3 separate regions of the Mus musculus genome follow, and regions 1 and 2 are each linked to region 3. A link is a contact called in public promoter capture Hi-C data. All regions are on one chromosome and are shown on one strand. Each heading gives the region's core, a stretch centred on a gene start, on an enhancer-like site or on the middle of the called end of the contact. The rest is flanking DNA. Distances are from core to core; before and after follow the strand shown.

The links. Promoter capture Hi-C pulls out the DNA fragments that hold promoters and counts their contacts.
Region 1: a contact with region 3 is called in a promoter capture Hi-C map of cranial neural crest. The contact joins two enhancer-like sites. A contact is called at or near these places in 5 of 39 promoter capture datasets (the HPC-7 cell line, cranial neural crest, frontonasal cranial neural crest and 2 more), 3 of 484 Hi-C or Micro-C datasets (embryonic stem cells and uterus) and 2 of 115 datasets of contacts at active chromatin or transcription factors (the 230-238 cell line and large pre-B cells).
Region 2: a promoter capture Hi-C map of cranial neural crest shows a contact between it and region 3. The contact joins the promoter of 4930558K02Rik here to the enhancer-like site in region 3. A contact is called at or near these places in 7 of 39 promoter capture datasets (the HPC-7 cell line, cranial neural crest, frontonasal cranial neural crest and 3 more), 4 of 484 Hi-C or Micro-C datasets (the AML12 cell line, Th1 cells, cortical neurons and 1 more), 3 of 115 datasets of contacts at active chromatin or transcription factors (the HPC-7 cell line, bone marrow-derived macrophages and fibro-adipogenic progenitors) and 4 of 9 other capture datasets (adipose tissue, liver, macrophages and 1 more).

Annotation. Positions count from the first base shown.
Region 1 is chr1:162,022,516-162,025,612 of GRCm38.p6, reverse strand. The region is part of intron 17 of Dnm3 (dynamin 3); the gene reads left to right. Among named protein-coding and RNA genes, the nearest start is that of 2810442N19Rik, 19 kb to the right of the region's middle. Within about 2 kb of position 1,617, at least 16 of the 459 cell types and tissues checked have an H3K27ac peak or open chromatin away from gene starts, as enhancers often do.
Region 2 is chr1:161,977,679-161,980,958 of GRCm38.p6, reverse strand. It overlaps 4930558K02Rik (RIKEN cDNA 4930558K02 gene), which reads left to right and starts at 1,323. Exons shown (of 7, transcript NM_001204904.1): 1 at 1,323-1,473. The coding sequence starts at 1,453.
Region 3 is chr1:162,151,335-162,154,619 of GRCm38.p6, reverse strand. All of the region lies in intron 14 of Dnm3 (dynamin 3), which reads left to right. Among named protein-coding and RNA genes, the nearest start is that of Dnm3os, 65 kb to the left of the region's middle. Within about 2 kb of position 1,414, at least 5 of the 459 cell types and tissues checked have an H3K27ac peak or open chromatin away from gene starts, as enhancers often do.

The DNA of each region.
Region 1 (3,097 bases), core at 368-2,867, 130 kb after region 3:
ATGCGAAGGGTTGCCTTCATTTCCACAGCACTGATACTCAGCTTTTTCAGGCTGTGCCTCTGGACTCTCCTGAAACAAAAGCCCAGCTTCTTAGGAAAAGGCTACAATGTCCATAAGCTCCTGCAAAGTCCTAGAGGGATAATGATGGCCATGCCCCTGGTGTTGGAAACCTCACCCAAGTCCAGAGATTGTTTTCAAATGTTCCCATCCATAGAGATAGCCTGTGCCCGGACCTCTATGCCCTGGGTCCCTGTAGCAAACCCATGGACTCGGGCTCATAATTTTCTTTATGTCCTGCCTGCTTAGAGCTCACATGGGGGGGGGTCTCTGCTTTTACACATTATACCTTTCGCAGTTCCATGCCACACACTAAATATTCACTGGTACAGGTCACATTGTCAGGCTGACACCTAGACCGCCCTCTGAGGCTTTCTGCACTGTGGGTTTTTGCACAGTGTGGCTGCATAACTTTAGAGCCTTAAAAACTTAAAGACAATTGATTGGAAGCAGGAAAAGTTTTCAGTGAAAACATTTCCAATAACGTGGGGCTGGAAAACTCTGAAAGTACATTACCATGGTAACAGTGTTTTCATTAATGATGACTATGTTCACTAATGACAGGTCCAGTCATTTTTTTTCCTGTTGTTTACAGTAACTGTAAACTGTATAATCATATTAAATGTTTTAAAGAGAGCACCTTGATAATCTGAACAAAGTGTGTATAGATCTATAGGATATTATCCCGTATTCTCCTTGGCTGAGAAAAGACACAGCGAGCCCCACACCTTGGTATCCTTATGTTCATATTCCTGTCAGCATCACTTTCTGAATGGTCCAATGGTCCTCAGGCTTATCAAACAATTTAGAAAAATTTCTAAGGAAAATAAAAAGACATGAAAAATAGGTGCTCGGCCACACACAGAGTTCTATAATGGAGTCTTCAAGATTTAATGAAAATTACCTATCATTTAATATTTCACTCCCTCATCTGTTAAAGTAGTATACTTTACAACTTTTATATGAAAAATTGGGGGATGTGGAGGCACAGAGATAGCTCAAAAGTTAAACGTGTTTACTACCAAGCCTGACAACCCAAATTTAATCCCCGGGACTCAGAGTGGAAGGAAAAGCTGTTCTCCCAAAAAATGTCTGCACACAGCCCTTAGGATACAGAAATATGTGATCATTTCTTTAAATTTTTGTAAAAACAGTCTGTTTCTTAAATACTGTGTGACTAATTCATTAGAAAGATATGTAAACTTCATATTTGTAGGGTTGTTTTTATTGCTTTAATTAGATTTCTCAAAGGCTATGTAGGAAAAAGAAACATGCAGCAAGATGGCCTATCCATTGTGTTTTTCAGGAAGAAAAAAAAAGTAAGTTTCTACAGTATTATTCTCATTTTGTAAACAGCATCAATGAACCCGCACATAAAAGGTTAAATGTTTGCAGACCACTCTTTTTTTGCCCCAAAGATCAGAGACAAATTACTATTTTTATTTTACATTCCCTTGATGAGGATAATGATAAACAGCTGTCACTTCAGTGCTCTGACTGCAAAGAATCCAATTGCAATCCTGTAATTTAAACAAAGGAAAAAAAAAAAAAAATACGGACTCATGCACAGCATACAACCAGAAAGAGGCCAGAGGGTTTGAGCTGAGGTTGGGGACAGAAGAAAGGAGCATTTTCTTGCTGCAAGTACTCGGTTTAAAACTCCCACCTAAAACTCCTTCCCCGGACACGATAGAAAGGCCAGTTACTGCTTTAGTGTAAAAGCAAGAAAGTCAGATTTGCATTCTGGATTCCTTGGTCTCTCTATTGTGTCCATTGAATGCCCAGTGTAGTGACGGTTTGTGCGACAGCACAAATCTACCAGATTTCCAAAAGCTACGCAGAATTTCAAGTTGTCTGATTGGCCATTCTGGAATGCCTTTAACTCTATGTTCCCAATTTGACTATTATTTATTCATGTATTATTTATCATGCAAAATAATGGATTTCATAATGTCTTGTTCAAGTACATCATGCACTTTGGCCATGCTTACTCCCTTGACCCCTCCTATCCCCCGCCCTTGTCTCCCTCTCCTGTGTGTGTGTGTGTGTGTGTGTGTGTGTGTCTGTGTGTCTCTGTGTGTGTGTGTCTGTGTGTCTGTGTGTGTGTCTGTGTGTGTATAAAACTTAGGTTTCTCATAAAAGAAAATGATTGCCTGTTGGTGTCTGGTTTTACTTTACTCAATGGGGTGTACAATCCCATCCATTTTCTTGCAATGAGCATAACTTGATTCTGTAGAATAGAATTTAAAAAATCCATCACATTTTCTTCATGCCATCCCTGTTGAGAGACACCATGGTAAATTCCATAGCTGGCCTACAGTGAGAGGTATCACATTAACCATGGTTGAGTAGGTGTCTCTTTGTTAAAGCGATTTTCATTCTCGTGGGTCTATCCCCGAGTGGAATAGCTGCTGATTACGGTAGTTTATTTTTGTAAGGAGCTTCCATCCTGACTGCCACCATTGCTGGGCTTATTTTTACTCCCTGCAGCGCAGTGTGCAAGTGTCCTCGGCTCATCCTCACCAGGACTTATCTTTGTGGGCTTTGTTGTTGTTGTTTTAAGAACAGCCATTCTTACAGGGCAATGTGTTTTTATCTCAGCATAGTTTTGACGTGATGGCTTGATCCTTGATGGCTAAGGATGTTGATTTTTTTTCATATGTGTATCAGCTATTTGTAGTTTGTTGTTTTGGAAATATCTTGTTCATTTGATGAAGTGGGGTATTTTAGTATTTGATTTTCTTCGTTCTTTAGAGAGGCTAGATATTAATCCCCTGTCTGATCTATATAGCTGGCAAAAATTTTCTTTCTGTTGTGTAGGCCGTTGCTTTCCTCTTGCCCCTTTCTGCGCAGAAACTTTCTTCACGTCTTACAATTCCCACTTGTCATGCGCAGAAGCTTTCTCACGTCATGCAATCCCACTTGTCATGCGCAGAAACTTTCTTCACATCTCGCAATCCCACTTGTTAGGTCTTGGGTTTCTTCCATGGGTTCCTGGGGTCCTTTTCACAAAATTCTAGCCTAGGCTTTATCCTGGGGG
Region 2 (3,280 bases), core at 74-2,573, 170 kb after region 3:
GTATGTGTAGCATCTGTGTGTGAACTCTCAGAGGCCAGAGGACATCCTAATATCCCGTCCTATCACTCTCCACCTTATTCCTTTCAGTCAGAGTTTCTCACTGAACTTGGAGCTAGGCTGGTGGCCAACAAGGCTGGAGGCTCCTCCTCTCTCTGCTCTACACGGCACTGAAGTTCCACACAAGCATGTGACCATACTCGGCTCTTTACATGGGTGCTGAGATAGGACCTCATGTTCTCGTGTTCCTACAGCAAATACTGTTGGACACTGAACCATCTTTCCAGTCCCATGAATTTTACAGTATCCTTTACTAGATAAATCCTTACACCTGCAGGCACAATAAATAGTCCACGGTTAATTTATAACCCTTTGCAAAGCCAAGTGTTGCCAGTGCAAGCAAGCTTTTGCTTCTAACTTTCTTCAAGTCCTTGGTATTTTTTTCACTTTGTCCAAAATTGAAATGCACACTTACTTTTACCTGATATCTACGTAATTTGGACATTGGAATTGGAATTGGAATTGACCTAGTGAACGAGAAGAAAGTAAAATTCCAACTGTATCAAAATGAAATGGCCTGAGTCTCCTGAAGTGTGTTCTCTTATTTTATAGACAGAAGAAAAAAGCAGGGAGTCTGTGGTGGAAAGAGAAGAAGCTGGAATAAAAGCAAATGCTATGATGATACACTGGCCTGTGGTTACTGCATATGGTTTTCATTTCCTTCATAATATACTCTCCCTCAACCATCTCTAGCTTTCTGTCCTCACAGCTCCCTTCATCCTCCATGTGTGACAGAGGAGGAAAGGTATTACAGTCTTCAAGATCGACTATAATTCAGGATGGACAAAAGGACAGTCTTCAAGATCAACTATAACTCAGGATAGTCAAGAGGAGTCAGAGATTCTTTTAAAAACCACACTATTCCTTGCATAGTCATCTCATTATGTATTAGATGTTGCTGGGATTTATAATAGTATCTTAGTCAGCAGGAGCACCAGAGAAGCAATAGAATAAGAAGCAGCTTGCAAAATAACCAAATAAGCAGTTATCACATATTGTTATGATAAGAGAAAAGGTTTGGTCATCTTCCTAGGGAAAAAGTATTAATGATTCAAGTGCTGATGCAGCTAGCTGAGCTCTTGACCAGCATTAATCCATTTGTTCCAACCTTGACCTAATGTTCTAGAAGGTAGCAATTGTGACTTCGGACAAAGGAACAATGGGATGCATTCCAGCCAATCAAAACCCAAAGTTCTCATTCCTAATGCATGCTGCAAGATTCTAAGTCATTCAAGTGCCTGTTGGAGACAGGCATCCTGGTGTTGAAAGTATGGAGGGGTCTCCCACCTGCTTTGGTGCCTAACCAAGAGGTACTGTAGCAGTCTCCCCTTGACAGCACAAAGAGGTATCTGTGTTCTCCAGTTCCCAGCTCAAAAAACTGAGAACACCTGAGAGATGGAAAAAAGAGAGCTAAAGGTAGGAAAAATTAGAACTTCTAATAGCAATAGTTCTTCTGGAGTTTCACCACTAAATAAATGTATGTCAACCTCTGGAAACATATATGCAAACACAAAAAGGATTTCAGTCCAAGCTTGGGTGAACCCATTGCTCTGGGCCTGAGTTGAGGCAGGATAGCATTAAACTATGCTAAGGCTTGTTAATGTGTCTATACTGTTAATAGTATGTAGGTGTTTCATAAGATACACTTCCTCAGCTAACTCATTAATTCTTTATTCCAACTTTCATCTTCCAATGTGGAGGCCAGGAGGCAAAGAGAAGGAACAGGTAGCAGCATATGTCTTTCCATGGCATGTCCCACGATTCCCTCCCTCCTACTATTCATCGCCTTCTAATAAGGCCATCAATTATGAACCTATCAAGGATTAGCTCAAGGTCCAATTACTTCTTCAGATTCCAGCTGACATCCAGGCATGGGATCCCCACATGAGCCTGCAGGGACACTTCTTGTTCAAACCATAACAAAGACTAGGAGGAAAACACTGCTATGTGTGTACAGACTAGGACATTTTAATGAGTGTTATAGACCCCAAGGCTCACTCCTTCTTTTCATGGCCTGAAAATAATATTGTCCTTGCCAATATGTATCTTATAACTCAACAAATAAGGATGATAGAAATAAGGATGGATGCTTGCCCAACTATAAATCCAGTTTTTAGATGAACCACACAGGGAGTTAAGATTGCTAAAAAACAGAGGCTAGGAGAGATGCTGTGTAAACATGACCACCATACTTCCAGTCCTCACAACCCAGGTAAAAAAAAAAAAGGCCAGAATCCCAGCACGAAGGAACCAGCAACAGCAATACCTCTGGATCTTGCAGGCCAGCCAGGCCAGCCAACGAGTAATCTCTAGATCGGTGAGAACCCTGCTTTAAAAGAAGGTGAGAGCCAAAAAGTGGTGGTGGCACATACCTTTAATCCCAGTGCTCAGGAAGCAGAGGAGGAGAATCTCTGAGTTCCAGGCCAGCCTGGTCTACAGAAAACCAAAACCAAAAATAAAATAAAAATGTGTGAGAGAGAAAAAGACAGCCAACATTGAGCCTTGGCCTCATACACGTGCAGCACACACACACACAGATGACTGAAAAGCAAACCAATTCTGCACTCCCTGTATTTTAACTGGAGTCTCTGTGTGGGGAAACCACCATGAACTTAGACCATTGCCCCATGAAATGCACCCAGCACCGGAAGGGCACAACCAGCTGCCTTCACACCATCCAATACACCTGCTGTTCTCACAGATGCTGAAGCCTAACACTGGAAGCCTCTGTTATGTTTCAATATCATCAATACCTTAAGATCAAACAAAAGCTAAGGCAATCAACAGGTGGCCGGCTACTGTTGGGGTAAAACCCCGCGCTGCCACTTCCATACTGTTTTTAATCAGGTTTCAGGGTACTTTAGAACAGATGCAGTTTTCAGACTCCAATAGCAACTTCAATGAAACTCATGCCTGTCAGCCATGAACAAATGCAAGGAAGTCATCATTGAGCCTTTGAAATGTGAAAGACAGACACCAAGAAGACGCCGAGGAGGGTCTGCCCCCGCACGTTTTTTTAAAAGTACCATTTTGAACTGCTGTACACTGCTGAAAGCTAATCTTTCAGGCTCTCGGGCTCAGTATTTTCTCCTGCCTGAACACCGTAGAAAGCAAGAGAGAGCAAGTTCGAGCCAAGAGACAGTTTCTTCGGTCTGCCTTTTTTTTTTTTTTTTTCTCTTTTAAACATAAAAAGAGTATTTTCAGCTATGTACACAAAGGCTGC
Region 3 (3,285 bases), core at 165-2,664:
AGTACCAACATCCAACCACTTGAACTAAATAGAACATTAGAGAGTTCTAAACATCCAAGCTTGTGATGAAGAGAAAAATCCGCCGGCCAAAATCTCAAAAGAGGCATCACTTGTTCATTGAGAGCTAGTCCACAAACAACATCAGTAAAGATGTGTTTATATCTCCCATTCTTTCATATTGAGTGTCCGTTCTGCTTTCTGTATATTCTGTGAGACATAACCAAACGACCTCACCAATGCAGGCCTGTGGGGAAAAATCCCATATGGCATATCGTTTTTACCCATTGCTGTTACAGCCCTGTTCACCCATTGACATTTATCTTTCTTCTCAAAATATCACACATTCAAAGTGCTTCAAACATAGAATGCCTTTTGAGAGATTTTTGTGTCTCTTTTTAAAACCCGCTGCCTCTCACTGAATACGTGACTTACCTGCATCCGTTGTTGCCTATCTTAGTGACATCATTGCTGTACCACCTGTCACATGTTTTTCCAGTACACATAACTCCATCTACTCTCCAGTCACACTAGTCTAAGCCACCACTATCGACTGTCTTCTTCCCAGACTGTTTTAAAAGCTTCGTGCCCATTCTTTTATAACCTTTGGCTATTCTCTTGAGTTCTTGGATGTCGGTTCCAGGTGTATGTCTCATCAACCATGCATACCCTTGACCTTTTACCCTGCTACCAGCCTACTTCATCACTTTTTATCTAGGCCACTGGGGCATCCTGCACTTTGTGCTGTCTACTCACCTTGGGCCCTGTGCTATCTTCCATTTACACACTATTTTAATTTTAATACCACCTCAGTCTCCATAAAACATACATATTTTCCACCAAAAGAGTTGCTTCTTCTGTTTCATCTGAACTTCTTAGAATGTCATCACCAGAAGTGCCCTCTCCCACACCTATCAAAGTTCTCCCTACCATCATCTCAAGGCCTTTTCTTGCCTCTGGAGGCTGATGTTGCCTTTTTGCCTTTTAAACTTACATAGGATATCTTGCCTTCTTATTGAAGACTGTAGACAACTTTGCAAGCAAAAGCTTACCAGATTTCATGCCCTAGACCACATCTTGCACTGCCTCTAGCAAATAGTAATTCCTCGCTGTATTTAATGAATTTTAGTATATTTTATTTGAATGTGTTTTATAGACTTTGAATCTCAGAGGGGAGCTTAATCATCAAATTCATTTTGGTATTCTAGAGTTCTATATTAATAAAATGGAAACCACCCTGCATATGAAAGCGTAATCATAACTCTGCGCTATTTCAAAGTAAGCCAGGTCCTTTTACTACCAGAGAGGAAGAAAGGGGATTAAGCTGAAATTGATGTTTTGATGAGGACCGGGCAGATGGTAACTCACTGAAGGGAAACAACACCAATCACAGAAAACCTTGCCACATGTTCGCAGCAGATTCCTTGTGATTGATGTGCAGCAACTTGGAAATTCTCCTCAGGGCACACTGCATTTCCTTTGCCTACTCACACATATTTCAGTGCATAGATGAATTTAAGAACAAGAACTTAAAGCAAGAAGGAACCCAGCATCAACTCAGCTCAGCTCAGCATGCAGTTCTCAAACTTCCCTCTCTCTCCTTGTGTGCTTGTAAGCACTAGAACCGTTCATTTGCTCACAGTCTCCTATGGAATCCCATGACATGAAGTAATTAACAGTAAGGTTGCTTTGGGTAAAGCAGCGGGGAACCCAGAATTCAGCCCTTCTTGCTCCAGGACTCTGTAGTTTCTGTGTTTGCCTTTGAAGCACATTCAAAGACGCTATGGTAACTACAAGGGTCTAGAGTCCCTCCCGTTCCTAACAGGGACAACCCATTTCTGTGAAGGCACAAGACTTAGCTAGATAATGGATAACGGTATGGCCAAAAACAAGACTTCTGACTTGTGGCTGATTTAATGTTCTCTCCCATTACTTCCCTGCTCTTATCATTGGTACTGTGTGCCTCTCTTGTCACATCAACACATATGCAAAGTGGCCTCTGAATTTTTTGAGTGTTTTGGTAGAATATTTAAACTCTTCATCTACCAATGACTGTATTTTCTGCCACAAGCCTTTAGCCCAGTGGTTCTCAACCTGCCTAACACTGTGACCCTTTCGTACAGTTCCTCGTGCTGTGTTGTCTCCCAACTATAAAATTATTTTGTTACTACTTCATAACTGTAATATTGCTACTGTTGTGAATCATGTGTTAAATATATGATGTGCAAGATACCTGATATGTGGTCCACCAAAGGGGGTTATGACCTACAGGTTGAAAACCACTGCACTAGCCTAGCCTATCTATGAATGCTAAACTTTCCTATAGAAGATGCATTAACACAAGAGAGTTTTTGTGCAATTCTAAGAACTTTATTTTATCCTAGTGTCTTAGGGTTTTCGTTGCTGTGATAAAACACAATGACCAAAGCAACTTTGGGAGGAAAGGATTTATTTGGCTTACACTACCATATTACTGTTCACTGCTAAAGTCAGGACAGGAATTCAAACAGGGCAGGACCCTGAAGGCAGAAGCTGATGCAGACACCATGGAGGGGTGCTGCTTACTGGCTTGCTCATCGTGGCTTATTCAGCCTGCTTTCATATAGAACTCAGGACCACTGGCCCAGGGATGGCCCCACCCACAGTAGGCTGGACCCTCCCCCATCAATCACGAATTAAGAAAATATCTCACAGGCTTGCCTACCACTTGGTCTTATGAGGCATTTTTCTCAGTTGAGGTTTCCTCCTCTCCAATAACTTCAACCTGTGTCAAGCTGACCTAAAACTAGCGAAGACACCTATCCTTCAGGAAAACTTACAGGAATTAAAAAGGAAGAGGTACGAATGTTATTTTGAGGCCAGGATAAACAGGTTTAAAAGGAGAAGATAATAGTTCATAATCACAGGAGCCAGACCGCTCACTTGTTAGAACATTATGGGATTTACCAAATTCACATTTCCCAGAATGAAAAGGTACTTTATAAGAAATCTTTCTAAGAAACATCTACAGTAAAAAGTTTTCAAAACCATCCAATGCTTCACACTTCAGAGCAAACTTGTGTTCCTTAAGTTTGGCCTGTCAATTCCTTCACAGGGTGAAGCTATAAAGTACTCTGGCTTGTCTGTAAGCTGGTAATAATACTGTCACAATGGTCTTTGACACACTTATGTTCTGGAGACTTTGGGGACACTGGGCTCTGTCCTCTGTGAAACCAACCAGGGGCTATTATTTTGTGGAGACAAAGTTCCTGCTTGGAACAAAATCCAAGTTTGTTTTCTCCCCTGGAT